Regions from separate parts of the Mus musculus genome. Here regions 2, 3 and 4 are each linked to region 1. The links are chromatin contacts, called in public HiChIP or PLAC-seq and Micro-C maps. All regions are on one chromosome and are shown on one strand. Each heading gives the region's core, a stretch centred on a gene start, on an enhancer-like site or on the middle of the called end of the contact. The rest is flanking DNA. Distances are from core to core; before and after follow the strand shown.

Region 1 (3,049 bases), core at 138-2,637:
CCCATGTGGTTCTTCTTAGAAGACAAACCCAAAGGAGTTGTGGATTTGATGAACAGGTTGCAAGGAAGGGAGATTCTGTGTGGATAACTGTAGAGGCCTCTCACTTTCTCCCTGCAAGGCTGGTGAGAAAGCTGGGTCTATCCACGGCCAGAGGATGGGTGGATCCAGTTTCTGGCTGCAAAGTTTCACAGCAAAGCCAAGGCTGTGGTTGCTGCTATGATGGAGCGACTTGGAGCCACAAGGGGTCAAAAGCACTTTTGAATCTGAGATGAAGTGTTTCCTGCCCCCCTTCTTTCCTCCCTTCTTCCCTTCTTTCCTCCCTCCCTTGTTCCCTCTCTTCCTTTCTTCCTTCCTTCCTTCCTTCCTTCCTTCCTTCCTTCCTTCCTTCCTTCCTTCCTTCCTTCCCTCCTCTCTTCCTTCTTTGCTTCCTTCTTTGCTTGCATGTTTTTATTTCCCTTTTGCCATTTCAGCCAGCAAGTTGCACTCTTTCTTATGCTAGCACAGAGAAAATGAGCTAGTAAAGTCCTTGCTGGCTGATGTCCCACTTGCTGTGCAGGGTAATAAGGACCTTCACTAGGGAGGCATCTTTGGGGAGTGGAGGACAAGGGATTGTCCTGTGGCCTCTGCAGCTTGACTTTATTTCCTGACTTGCTGTTGCCCCTCTCTAAAGTAGGTATTACTTCCTCCATCCTTAGTGCCTGGGAGTCAGGCTTAGGATATCCTGCAGTCACTGCTATTGGAGGTGAACCAGAGGGAGCCTAGCTTGCTTTTCCTCCTGGTTTTTGACAAGTTCTTTTATGGGATCAGTTCTTGTACTGCCATGGGAGAAAGGAGTTAAGTAATCAGGGAGGCCTTCTAGGTGACACCTAAAGCCAGAAACCTTAGTAACTTTATCTGTACATTAGAAACCTCCAACCCCCTGTCCCAGCCCTGTGCAGCTTAGAGGACATGGGAATTCAAGTCCCAGCAGGATACTGCTAGAACCAAGGGACTGAAACAGAAAGAGCAGGACAGCAGGAGCCTAAGAGCTGTGTAAGGAGGGGGAGGGAGAGTCACAGCCTACTTAGCTGCCAGGACAGCAAGGCAGAGACAGCCAGAGAACTGGACTGACAAATGAGGGCACTCCAGACTTTGGCAGATGGCAGCAAAACCACACCAGCTGCTTTTTTTCCCAGGGCTGCCCGGTCCATTTGCCAGCCATGTCATGTTTACTCTTAGGACATAAAGAGAGGTTCACTGGAAGAGGGTGACTTCAAGGCTTCTCACTGGTACTTGGAGAGCTCTGTCCAGTTGAGCAGCCTCGGCACATGTGCCACTACTGTGTTGCCCCTGGCAGAGCCGTCCCCTGACAGGCATCAGCATCCCCACTTATGCAAGTCAACCCTGGCTATGATGTAACTTTTTATGCCCTGTGACTCAGGGTGGAGGGACTCCTTGGTCCCTCAGACAGCTCAGTGATTCCTTAATCATTTCCTCCTTTTAAGTCCTTAGTCACTGCGGGAGATCTGGCTGATTTCTAAGTTTATCACTCCTTGCTCCCCGGAGAGCATTTAGTAATATGCTGCAGGGGACAGGAGCTCTCAAAGCCCGTGAAGAAAATGGGCTTTCAGACACCCCCACCCCCACCCAGAAGAAGAGCAGAGGGTGTGGTTTGAGGATGCCTGGCACCTGGGCCTCTGTGTCCCTGAACAGATGGCAGCTTACACTGCTGGCTGGAGAACTGGGAAAGTTCAGAGCTGCCTTCAGAAGGTCGACACCCACTCACCACCCTGATGAACACCCACGGATGTGACGGTCATATCTAAGAAGAGGAGGGTGCGGCTACAGACAGGGGTTTCTGTGACTCAACACAATCATCTCTCTTGGCTAAATCTCTAATATCTGCTCCCCGTTGAGGAACTTTGGGGTCCCAAAGAGGCATCCATTTACTTCTGCATTGGGGGTGGAGGACTTTACATGTTGGCTGAATTGTGTCTTTTAAATGACATCGCAAGCCAGGCATGGTAGCGTGTGCCTGTTATGGTTCCTAGCACTCAGAAAGCCAAGGCAAGAGGATAGACAGCTATGGGTCAGGATGGGCAACACAGGGAGACGATCTCAAAACAAAACAAAAATGCCTCGAGAAATTGATTTAATTCCTCCCTCTCTGTTTCCCTCCTTCTCTCTTTTTCCGTCCTCTCCCGTCCTCCTCTCCCCATTTGCAGGTTACTGAAATGTTACAGTAACCAATACGATCAACTTGATTTCTCCTCTCAACAGTACAGTTTCAGGTTTCGAGTTGAGAAGTTAGTTGAGTGTGGATGCGGCCCATTCCCTTTATAGCTATTGATCATAGTTCATTGCGGTTCCTTGTATGAGTATAGTATTTTTTGTTTTATGGACTTCACTTGCTGAACATTTAGATTTGTTTCTAGAGTTTTCCGCCAATACCATATAGTAATCCCTCTCCCTGCGTGGGCTCCCTGCGTGGGCTCCCTGCGTGGGCTCCCTGCGTGGGCTCCCTGTGTGGGGCTCCCTGCGTGGGCTCCCTGTGTGGGGCTCCCTGCGTGGGCTCCCTGTGTGGGGCTCCCTGCGTGGGCTCCCTGCAATGTTTGCAGTAAGAGGTTTATTGCTGAAATACAAGTTGAATAACGCTGTGCATGGCCACCTGACGCTCTGTGGCCAGTGAATTGCTTGTCGCACTTGAGCAAAAGGTTCCTGTGTGTTATATAAATATTTAATCCTAATCAAGGGTTTCTACCCCACCTTTGACCATTTAGTTCCCAGATAAAAGATATACACAACCTTTCTTTTTTCACACAACTTTCATATTTATAACAAGCCTTAATCAGCACAAGAGCTTGGCAGGTTTCTATCTTCTTTGCTATTATATCTATTTCCCAGCCAATAATCCCATACACAATTTGCTATGTTTCCTCTGGGCTGCTCTTAACTCCAATTAGCCAACCCAACCCACATGGCCATTATTTTAAGATTCTTATCCCATGACAGCTTTCTTCTCCATTCAACAACTTCTCTCTCTCTTTTGTGGTTCTGACCCCAAGTCGGG
Region 2 (3,049 bases), core at 149-2,648, 220 kb before region 1:
ACAACAACACACACATACACATATACACACATATACATATATACACAGACACACATACACATGCATACACACACATGCACACACATATACACAAACACACACATTCATATATACATACACACATACAGATACATGCACATACACTCACATACACACATACACACGCATACACACACATACATACACAAACACATATACATACACACTTTTCCCTCCTTAATATAGCTACCAACTTGTTTTTAAGGCATCTCTAGTTTGCCTTCTCTTGATGTCACATGGCTGTGTGACCTCAGCTGATGTGTTTCTGGGGTTCACAAGTGTTCAAGGTGATAGAGCTTAAGAACACACATGACATATCTCATGACATATCTCAATGACCTGGAGCATTGATGGACTCTATAAGCAGATTATAGAACATTAAAACATATTTCTTTAAAGCTTACATTCCAAAGAAATTACTCAAATCACATGAGTCCATCTAAGCATTCTTTATATCCTGATATATTTATCTTGATATGTATCATATATCAAACCACTGATATCGATGGTTGCTGGGATAAAACAAGGTGAACAGAAGCAACTTATGGAACAAAGAGTTTATTTTGGCTCATGCCTCCTGATAAGAGTCCATTGTGATGAGGAAGCTTGGTATGGATGCAAGATTACCAACCATCGGGTGTGGCCTCAGGAGGCTGAGAGCTCACATCCTCAACGGTAAGCATGAGGTAGAGAGAGTGGACTGGAAGTGTCTGATGCTTTTCATCTCAGAGGCTGCTCCCACTGACAGTACTTCCTCCAGAAGGGCTGTGCCACCTGAACACTCCCAAACAGCACCACAGCTGGGGACATTTCTCATTCAAATCACCATCCCATCCCAGATGGTAACTCAGAGGCTGGGAAACATTTCTAGCAGTGAACAGTCACAACTGGTCAGAGAAGGCTTTCTGGAGGCAGGGTATGAAGCAGGATTTGAATTTTAGAAAATTTTGAGCATATGTCAGAGAGGAATACGTGTTTGAAGAGGTTCCAGGGGAGGGGATGCATCAAGCCAGGCTGGCGGGTGACCAGGAGAGTCCACTGGAGGACTAGAGAGGGTCAACCATATAGTCAGCCAGGAATGTGATACTTTGACAGAGGATGAGCTTAGAGACCGGGTTGTTTGGTTCAGTGATTCCTAACCAGAGCATTTTAAAGCTACCCTGGCTGGGACTCGACCCCAGAGATTCTTGTTCAAGAGGGCTGGTGTGGAGTTGAAGGGATCTATTCTTGGGAAAAGCTCTTCAGCTAATTCCATGGCATTCAGTGGCAAACCCCCGTGAAATGGGGGTGGATTGCAATAGCTCACTTTCAAAGGAAGGAAGCTGGGATAAGAAGGGTTAAAGCAAGAGAGAGACTGTGTGAAGCAAGAACAAACAGGAAGTGAGTCAATGGGGGACCACGCTCTACTCCAGTGTGTCCCTCAGATTAGCACAGGCTGGTTGGTGTCCAACTTGTTCACAGCTGTGTCTGCCTCACTTATAACTCCACCCCAGGAAGTAATTACACTCACTACATGGTTCTTTGAGAAATTCATAATAGTTTTTTAAAAAGAGACATTTTCAGCACATCATTATTGCTGGTGTTACTTTTATTTGTAATGCTATAAAAGCAATTATAATTTCTCCTCTGTATTTCTATTCAGTTATTCCCTTTAAGAGTTATAACATACAGAGAAAAGACATTAGGAAAAAAATCTTCAAGTTTCTGTTGGATGGAGATAGACAATGCCCATAAACAACACAGCTCTAACTTGTCCTTGAATATCTTTAGAGTAATGGGAGACTCAGAGATATTATTATGCTCGATCATATTTAAGCCAGCTAGGTACTTCTTAAGTGCATTTAAATCTTGTTTAGAAACTAGAAAAAAAAAATAACTGGTTCCACCACAGATCCTTTCTGTCAGAGCACAATGTTTCATTAAAAGGCAGAGAAAAGAGCTGATGTAAAATCTTCCCTTTTTGGGATGCTGATTCTTTTTGTCATAGAACAAAGACTGACTGCTAGAAATATTTACATATGCAGCCCTCAGGATCGAAAAACTTGAATTTGATCAACAGACACATCTACCACTTGCTATATTTTAATTTCACCCCCCATGACTCAGCATTTCTAACTTGTCTTTGAGAAATTGAAAACAAAGTTTTCTTCTTTGTGAAGTGCTTTGTTTCTTTGGAATTAGTCCTAGTGTGTGGCATGTTTTCGCTGCCTTTCTATTGCTGGGAAGAGGCACCACGACCAAGACAAGTTTTAAAACAAAGTGTTCAATTGGACTCTTTGCTTACAGATTCAGAGTGTTAGAGTCTGTGATCATCATGGCACGGTGTGTGGCAGCAGGCTGGCAGGCATGGTGCTAGAGAAGTATCTGAGAGATTACAGCTGGTCCACAAGGTGGTGTGTGTGGGTGTGTGTGTGTATGTGCACGAGCATGTCTGTGTTACTGAGAGTGGCTTGAGCTTTTGAAGCCTCAAAGTCCACCCCCAGTGACACACTTCCTCTAACAAGGCCACACCTACTCTACTAATTCTTCCCAAACAGTTCCACCCACAGCTGGGGACCAAGCATTTGAATATATGAGCCTTTGGGAACTATTTTTATTCAAACCACCACATGACATAATTATAAGTGACTGTGTGGTATACCCCCCATACCCCCCCCACACTCCCCAGTGTAAGACCATGGACGTCTCAGAAATGCCATGTATCCTGGCTCTGCATCAGTCTTATGAAGGACTGCTCAAGGAATGTTGCAGAGAACCTTGCCTTTGGGCTATAAGATTCGCAGCAATTACGATGTCCAACCAAGATTTGTCTTTTGAATATGCTCCGTTTATTCACACAAACATTTCTTCTAATAGCATGATAATATACAAGTTAAGTAGCTGTCTTGGCGGTGGGAGCAGTTATTTGGGCAGAAATGCCACTGCAAGGTTTCACTGGGGAATCTTCTTGGTGAGCATGATTTGGAAGTTTCAGGCTTGATTCATGCCCATCGTGAAGTCTTGTAGCTAT
Region 3 (3,049 bases), core at 170-2,669, 180 kb before region 1:
GTCTCAGCCAATAGGGACAGAGCAATGTGATGCTGGCAGTCTCTCAGGCTCCTTCCTCCTCTCTGCCATTCCAGCATCTGCCCTCTGTGTCCCTCCAGCTATCCCCACTTTGCCAGTGGCATCTGCCACTCTTGCCTGCAGAGCCACATTTGCTTCTCAGATGGGGTAAGGAAGAAGTAGAAATTAAGCAGTAGTGTTTCCTGTTTATAGTCTCCAGGACAGAAACCCCCTTGATTGCTCCCCATCTAACAATACAGGGGACAAAAGGCTCGAGTTGTGAGATTCGGAAACACTGCATGTCCCTGGGAAGGCGTGGGCAAGGCTATCCTGCAGTTTAGACTCCACACTTCTGAGGGTCAAAGCAGCCTTTTGGGGCTCTTAGCCATCTGTCTAGGTGATTGATACACGGCCCCTGAGACACTTTGGAGTGTGGGCACAGGATTCTGGTGGAGAGTTAAGAGTGGTCAGAGATTCTCAGGCCTGGAGGACAGGCAGGCTTAGGCTCAGGCTGTGGCCCCTGGTTTATCTTTTTTGTCTCTTCCTGTCTTCGGCATCTTCCTGGGTCTCATTTTCCTGCCCTGTAAGGAAGAGGTTGCAGGGGTAGCGGCTTGCTGTCCCTCCTTTCCCACCCCTGGCCTTGTCTTCCAGAGGCTTCCGTGGGTTCAGGGCTCCACTGGACAGGTGCCACCTAGGAAGCCTCTGGAAGCAGTGGTGCTGCCCATCAATCTGGTATCATGTCTCAATGAGGGGTGTTCTGTCATTCACCTTCTAAGACCCCACATCATGTCACTCCTCTTCCTCTCAGCCGGCTCTCACACCTAGCCCTCCCAAAGAGTCCCCGCTTCCACTTTCCCTCTTCTGGGAAGTTCCAGATGATTCTGCCACATACACCCAGGATTTCTGTTTGACTTGGGGTTTACCTAAGGTGCTGTGTACCTCCCTCCATAGGCAGGGAACCCTCCTGTGTTGCCTGGGAAATGGACTCCCTGGCTGACAGTGAATGGTGAATGGTGAATGGAGACTCCTGTGTAGCTCCTCCTATCCCTTCCCCAGCAGGAAGGCAGGGACCCAAGGGCTCCAGGAAGGCTGCTAGCTTTCAATGCTGTTTCTTGGGAACTTAGGAGCTGCTACCCCATTGGCTACACTCAAGCCTTCTTCATGATGATGATGGGATGCAGGCCTGTGTGGGATCCCCTATCTTCCATCCACAGCAACATCCGGTAGCTGTCTTGGGACCTTCCCTTCTCTCTTGCTGCACTTCAGTGTGTAAGTGTGTAAGGGCGCCCTAGGCTTGTTGTGTGCTCCCTGCCCGGCTTCCTGCACTTGCCTAGACCTTGCTTTCCTCTTCTAGAAGACAGCGCTTCAGCGCTCTGGCTTAAGGAGGGCTGCTTAGAAAAGCCCCTTCTTTGCAAAGGATGTTGGTGTCAGGAGAAGCCACATGCTTTCCAGGGTGACTCAGAGCTTCCTAGACTCTTTGTGTCTCTCCGGATCCCGTGATCACTGAATAATTTATTTACCCCTCAGCACCCCCACTTGCTTCTCTAGCTATTCTCTGCTCATTAGTGCTGTGCCCAGAGTGGGCAGGGAGGAAGAACCATGGAAGTGAACACCCCTTCGCTGGCTCTCGGGCACCCCACTATCTTGAGACCCGGTGGCAGGAATCAGGGCTGGACTCAGGCACAAGATGCTGGGTGGTGCAGGGGGAACTTCGCCACCATCTGCCAAGACTGCACTGTGTGTATCTCTGCCGCTGAGTGGTTGGATGATATGGATCAGGAGCTGTCCCCACTGGCTGGATGCAGCTAGTAATTCTTTCCTAAGCATTAGTTCTGAAGGTGAGGGGGAAGGAGCACTTGATCAGGAGCAAGGATGACGGCGCTTACACTTCATCAGGGGAAGAACTGACATTCAGCAAAGATGAGGTTCTTTTCTTTTCTTTTCTTTTCTTTTCTTTTCTTTTCTTTTCTTTTCTTTTCTTTTCTTTCCTTTCCTTTCCTTTCCTTTCCTTTCCTTTCCCTTTCTTTCTTTCTTTCTTTCTTTCTTTCTTTCTTTCTTTCTTTCTTTCTTTCTTTCTTTCTTTCTTTTAAACATTATATATACTCTATTTGCTTCACAAACACTGAAGCTTTAGGACGCCAAGGCTTGCTTCTGTGTAACTGGCATGTGAAGATGCTGTGGGTGGTCTTCCAGGCAGTGTGTGGAGGAGAGGTAGGGGTTGTTACAGAGAAGAAAGGGGAAGGTGCCTGGGTTGAGCCTCCCAGACACTGCACCTGTTAGATGGCAATAGGTCTGGTCCCACTGCAGGAGCCCAGCATAGGAGTCTGGTGAAATGTACACCTCTGGGCTCACTCGTTATTTCCCTGCAGTAGCAACTAGACCTGCCTGTGCCTGACAGAGCGGGGAGCCCTTCACCATCCTCCTGACTGGGCCCTCTGGACTTTCTGCTGGCCCAGAAATCTCTGCTCCCCTGTCCTCTGCACTGTAGTACAAGGTTCTGGGAATGTTCATAGAGCACTTCTGGTGGAGAATCAGGTCTTCCTGCACCTTCCTTCCTACCTGGTCCTGCCCAGGCTCTGAAGGAAGCTAGGACCAACCATCGCTGTCATTACCAGTGTCGTGATACTGCTGAGCACACGAATCCCACAGGCAGGGACTCTGTTCACACAGCTCGGGCACAGCCCAGGAACCATGTTGAGTAGCCTTTCTCCAGAGAGACACAGCTCACTCTTCCTCCTCCCTCTCTGCCCTTCCCCAACACACATCCTTTCTTCACGCTCTCCATCCTTAGCATCTCTTGTCACTGGACAGGTATGAAAGCCGCAATCCTGAATCCTCTCAACTGCCCAGACACCCACTCTCCCACTGGCAGCTGATAGCAGAAGAAACTGGTTGTCCATTAGAAGATTGGCTTCTCAGGGGAAGGGAGGATGGGATGGGCGTTTCTGGGACAGAGGGAGGGGCGGGGGAACCGGGAAAGGGGCTAACATATGAAATGTAAGTAAAGAAAAGATCCAATTAAAAGAAAAGAAAAAATTAAAATTATTAAGTT
Region 4 (3,049 bases), core at 181-2,680, 160 kb before region 1:
CACGGGCCAGAGTCCTGCTCCCTTGGCATCTCTCCTAGACGTGCAGGGCTCTGAGCTATCTTTGTCTGCTGGTGACTGAACAGCTATCAGAGGCACAGCACACAGCCCCAGAACTAGCTGCATCTGCTAGTCTGGCCCAGACAGGGGTTGAAGATGCCAGCGTGTTCTGTGTTCAGGTTATGTTCTCCATGTCGGTCCAGGGACAGGGCAGCCGAGGTCTCCCTTGCTGGTTTGTCTGCTGATCGTAGTCCCCAGCTGTGACAGGGTGAATGAACCCTGCAGTCTCTCTCACCTACCTGCTTTCTTTCCAGTTGTTACCTGTGTCTTCTCCATAGTGACAGCTTTCACTAGACTTAGATTGTCAAGCTGATGACTTTGCCTTAGACCAGGGATGAAGACTCATAGTCAGGAGTATGGGAAAAATATCTCAGGGACAGCAACCAGTTAAGAAAGTGGCATCATTACCTACTGAGCACTGGCCCTGGGACTCTTTGTCTCTTTGCTTTATATATGTTCCTTCTTCTCCTTTTTCTTCTTCTTCTTTCCTTCCTTTTTCCTTCTTCCTCCCTCTCCTCCTCTTCTCTCTCTCCCCTCTTCTCTTCCTCCTCTTCTTTTCTCTCCCTCTCCTCCTCTTTCCCTCCCCTTCCAGCCATCTCTGTATGTTTTCATGTGTATATGTGTGCATGTGTGAGTGGTCACGGGTACACATGGACACATTTTAAGTGGTCCTCACGCTCACATGGAAAGCCCTTCAGTATGGCGAGCACATTTCTGAGCTGGCCATCTCTCTAGTCCCCATCATTTCTTTTGCTCCTTGCAGTGGCTCTGAGATAGGAACTATAATTGTCCTTTCTTTATATTTGAAGTGATGGAGGTATTATTGTTCTTTTTTTTTATTATTTGAGGTAACTGAGGTTTGGAAAGGTTAATAAAACTTGCCTGCAGTCACACAAATCAGTGAGACAGATATTGAATCCCAGCAGGGTCCCTGTGACTCACACAGAGCCCGAGCTCCCTGTGGAGTTGCCCCTCAGTGTGGACACAGAGGGAGTCCGTGCTCAAATCTAGCAGAATTCTCATTTCTGTACTCTGTACTGTGGGCTAGGCCTCTTCTCCACACTCCCTGCAGCCCGCTGAGGCAGGAACATTAGTCTTCTTATTTTATAAACAAAAAGGTCACAGTCTGGGGAGGTAAAAGGTACATTCAAGGTCAGGGAGCTAGTGATGGGTAGGTAGGTACCTATAAAGATGGAAGATACAGGGACTAGGGGTAGCTCTGCTTGTAACATGAGGGGCATATGGGAGGTGTCTGAGAGAATGGTAGATGAGGGACCACAGTGATTGTGGCTGAGTCAGCCTTCTTTAGCTGTGCTCAAGTGTCTGGCGTGATTGGCTTAAAGGAGGGGAACTTCTGACTCACAGTTTGTAAGTTTTAGTTATCGGTCAGTTCCTCTCCTGTTTTGGGACCTGCGATGAGGTCATTGTGGGGAGGCTGTGCTGGAGCACAGCTGCTTGCCTAGAGGAAAAGAGAGAAAGAAGAGAGATAGGGCAGGTGGTGGGGGGATGATGGAATATGAAGGGCTGAAATCCCACCAATATGCCCTTCAAGGCCATGTCCTAATGACGTAACTTCCTCCCACGAGGCCACACCTCCTAATGATGTAACTTCCTCCCACTAGGCCACACCTCCTCAAGCTTCTACCACATAGCACCACAGGCTGGTGACAAAGCCTTTAACATATAGGCCTTTGGGGACATTTAAGATGTATATTATTATGGCAGTATAAAGAGATCAGAGGATCATGGGACTGAATGTGGTGTATTGGTGGTCGGGGGTCAGATATACAGGAGCAGCAGACAGAAGGGTGGGTTCCATTTTATCCCTAATCATTGGCCCACTCTGCCTAGTCTAAGTGGCTCTGCCCCTTTAGACTCTGCTATGGAATTGGCCTGGTCCCATCTTGTTGGCAGGCCATAGCACAGGGATCCCTGCTCAAGATAAGAGCAGCCGCTGCCCTGTGACAGTAACAAGCTGTCCTGTGTGTGCTGTCGGGGAGATGCATCTGCTGACCCTGCTTCTCCAAAGGGCCCCACTAGATGAGACTGGTGGAGTCAGGACATGACTGAGATCTCTGTGTTGGCTTTAAAGTGCTTTCCTTGGTCTCATTAGCTCCTGGGCACATTGTTTGGGTATCCTTAGATGACAGAGGGCTGGTGCCAAGCCTGCTGGGTCACGGCCCATGTTGGTATTGATGGGTGTACTATGAAGTGTTCTTTATTCCGTCTCATAAGGGAAAGTGAATCTCATTAGCAAAGGCCGAAGACAACTAAGGAAGAGGGTGAGTGCTGGACTCCAGATCTGACCCTTTGCTGGCTGGCTCTGGGCATTACAGAGCACAGACTATCCAGTGACAACGTTATGAGTGATAGCTACTTTTTGATTATGCTTCATGGTCCTCGATGGCTGAGCAAGGACTGGGATAAATGCTTGGTACTTCATAGAGCCCCAAAACAACTGTCTGAGTCTAGAACCAGTGCTCCATCCTTCCCAGGAGCACATGAGACATTTTCCTGAGCAGCTTAGAATCAGCAAGGGAAGAGACTTAGGTAGTACTCAAGCTGCACTCATTGGTTGGGCGCTCTGTATCCCAGCCAATCAAAACGCTTCCGTAGCCTGCTTGCCTTCCAAATGTTGGCACTCCCTGCTCTAACAGGACCCCAAAGCTTGGGATTTTTCTGAAGGCATTGCTTCTATTGGAACAAGACATGGAGAGGAAGTGAGATGGTGTGTTCTGTGTCTTTCATGCACAGGTTTGGGGACTTATAGGAGGAAGCTACTTTTCTGGGGGGAGTGTTTGTTTGGGGTCAGAAATGGTCTGACCCACGTTCTCAGGTGGTGCTCACAGCCATTTCCCCCAGACTCAGACTCAGATTGCGGGTGCAATGCTTTTGGTATTTTGAAAACAGGTGTATTAGTTCTCTGGTGCTGCCTAACAAAGCACTTCTTCCTACATCAGGTAGATTACAACGAGGGCTTACTCTCTGCTCT

Evidence for each region. Hi-C and Micro-C count contacts between places; a contact is called where the count stands out from the background. HiChIP or PLAC-seq counts read pairs in DNA pulled down with a chosen protein or histone mark.
Region 2: a FOXA1 HiChIP or PLAC-seq map of pancreatic cancer cells shows a contact between it and region 1. The contact joins two enhancer-like sites. A contact is called at or near these places in 8 of 39 promoter capture datasets (the 3T3-L1 cell line, 3T3-L1-derived adipocytes, the HPC-7 cell line and 4 more), 1 of 15 datasets of contacts at CTCF or cohesin (the NIH/3T3 cell line), 8 of 484 Hi-C or Micro-C datasets (the G1E-ER4 cell line, the HL-1 cell line, bone marrow-derived dendritic cells and 4 more) and 4 of 115 datasets of contacts at active chromatin or transcription factors (embryonic basal ganglia, embryonic forebrain, embryonic stem cells and 1 more).
Region 3: a Micro-C map of the HL-1 cell line shows a contact between it and region 1, with 2.7 times the contacts expected there. The contact joins two enhancer-like sites. A contact is called at or near these places in 2 of 15 datasets of contacts at CTCF or cohesin (the NIH/3T3 cell line and pro-B cells), 67 of 484 Hi-C or Micro-C datasets (the AtT-20 cell line, B cells, the Ba/F3 cell line and 46 more), 3 of 115 datasets of contacts at active chromatin or transcription factors (bone marrow-derived dendritic cells, embryonic basal ganglia and kidney) and 1 of 9 other capture datasets (adipose tissue).
Region 4: a contact with region 1 is called in a FOXA1 HiChIP or PLAC-seq map of pancreatic cancer cells. The contact joins two enhancer-like sites. A contact is called at or near these places in 2 of 15 datasets of contacts at CTCF or cohesin (CD8 T cells and stem cell-derived epiblast-like cells), 93 of 484 Hi-C or Micro-C datasets (the AML12 cell line, the AtT-20 cell line, B cells and 58 more) and 8 of 115 datasets of contacts at active chromatin or transcription factors (astrocytes, bone marrow-derived dendritic cells, differentiating embryonic stem cells and 4 more).

What each region holds. Positions count from the first base shown.
Region 1 is chr1:181,551,559-181,554,607 of GRCm38.p6, forward strand. No RefSeq gene overlaps it. Among named protein-coding and RNA genes, the nearest start is that of Gm32767, 13 kb to the left of the region's middle. Within about 2 kb of position 1,388, at least 113 of the 459 cell types and tissues checked have an H3K27ac peak or open chromatin away from gene starts, as enhancers often do. A contact at or near this core is called in the C2C12 cell line, the G1E-ER4 cell line, the HL-1 cell line and 10 more, where this site is marked.
Region 2 is chr1:181,331,368-181,334,416 of GRCm38.p6, forward strand. No RefSeq gene overlaps it. Among named protein-coding and RNA genes, the nearest start is that of Cnih3, 20 kb to the right of the region's middle. Within about 2 kb of position 1,399, at least 41 of the 459 cell types and tissues checked have an H3K27ac peak or open chromatin away from gene starts, as enhancers often do. A contact at or near this core is called in the G1E-ER4 cell line, the HL-1 cell line and pancreatic cancer cells, where this site is marked.
Region 3 is chr1:181,375,127-181,378,175 of GRCm38.p6, forward strand. The region is part of intron 1 of Cnih3 (cornichon family AMPA receptor auxiliary protein 3); the gene reads left to right. Among named protein-coding and RNA genes, the nearest start is that of Cnih3, 24 kb to the left of the region's middle. Within about 2 kb of position 1,420, at least 15 of the 459 cell types and tissues checked have an H3K27ac peak or open chromatin away from gene starts, as enhancers often do. A contact at or near this core is called in the HL-1 cell line, where this site is marked.
Region 4 is chr1:181,393,976-181,397,024 of GRCm38.p6, forward strand. The region is part of intron 1 of Cnih3 (cornichon family AMPA receptor auxiliary protein 3); the gene reads left to right. Among named protein-coding and RNA genes, the nearest start is that of Cnih3, 43 kb to the left of the region's middle. Within about 2 kb of position 1,431, at least 91 of the 459 cell types and tissues checked have an H3K27ac peak or open chromatin away from gene starts, as enhancers often do. A contact at or near this core is called in the C2C12 cell line, the HL-1 cell line, bone marrow-derived macrophages and 9 more, where this site is marked.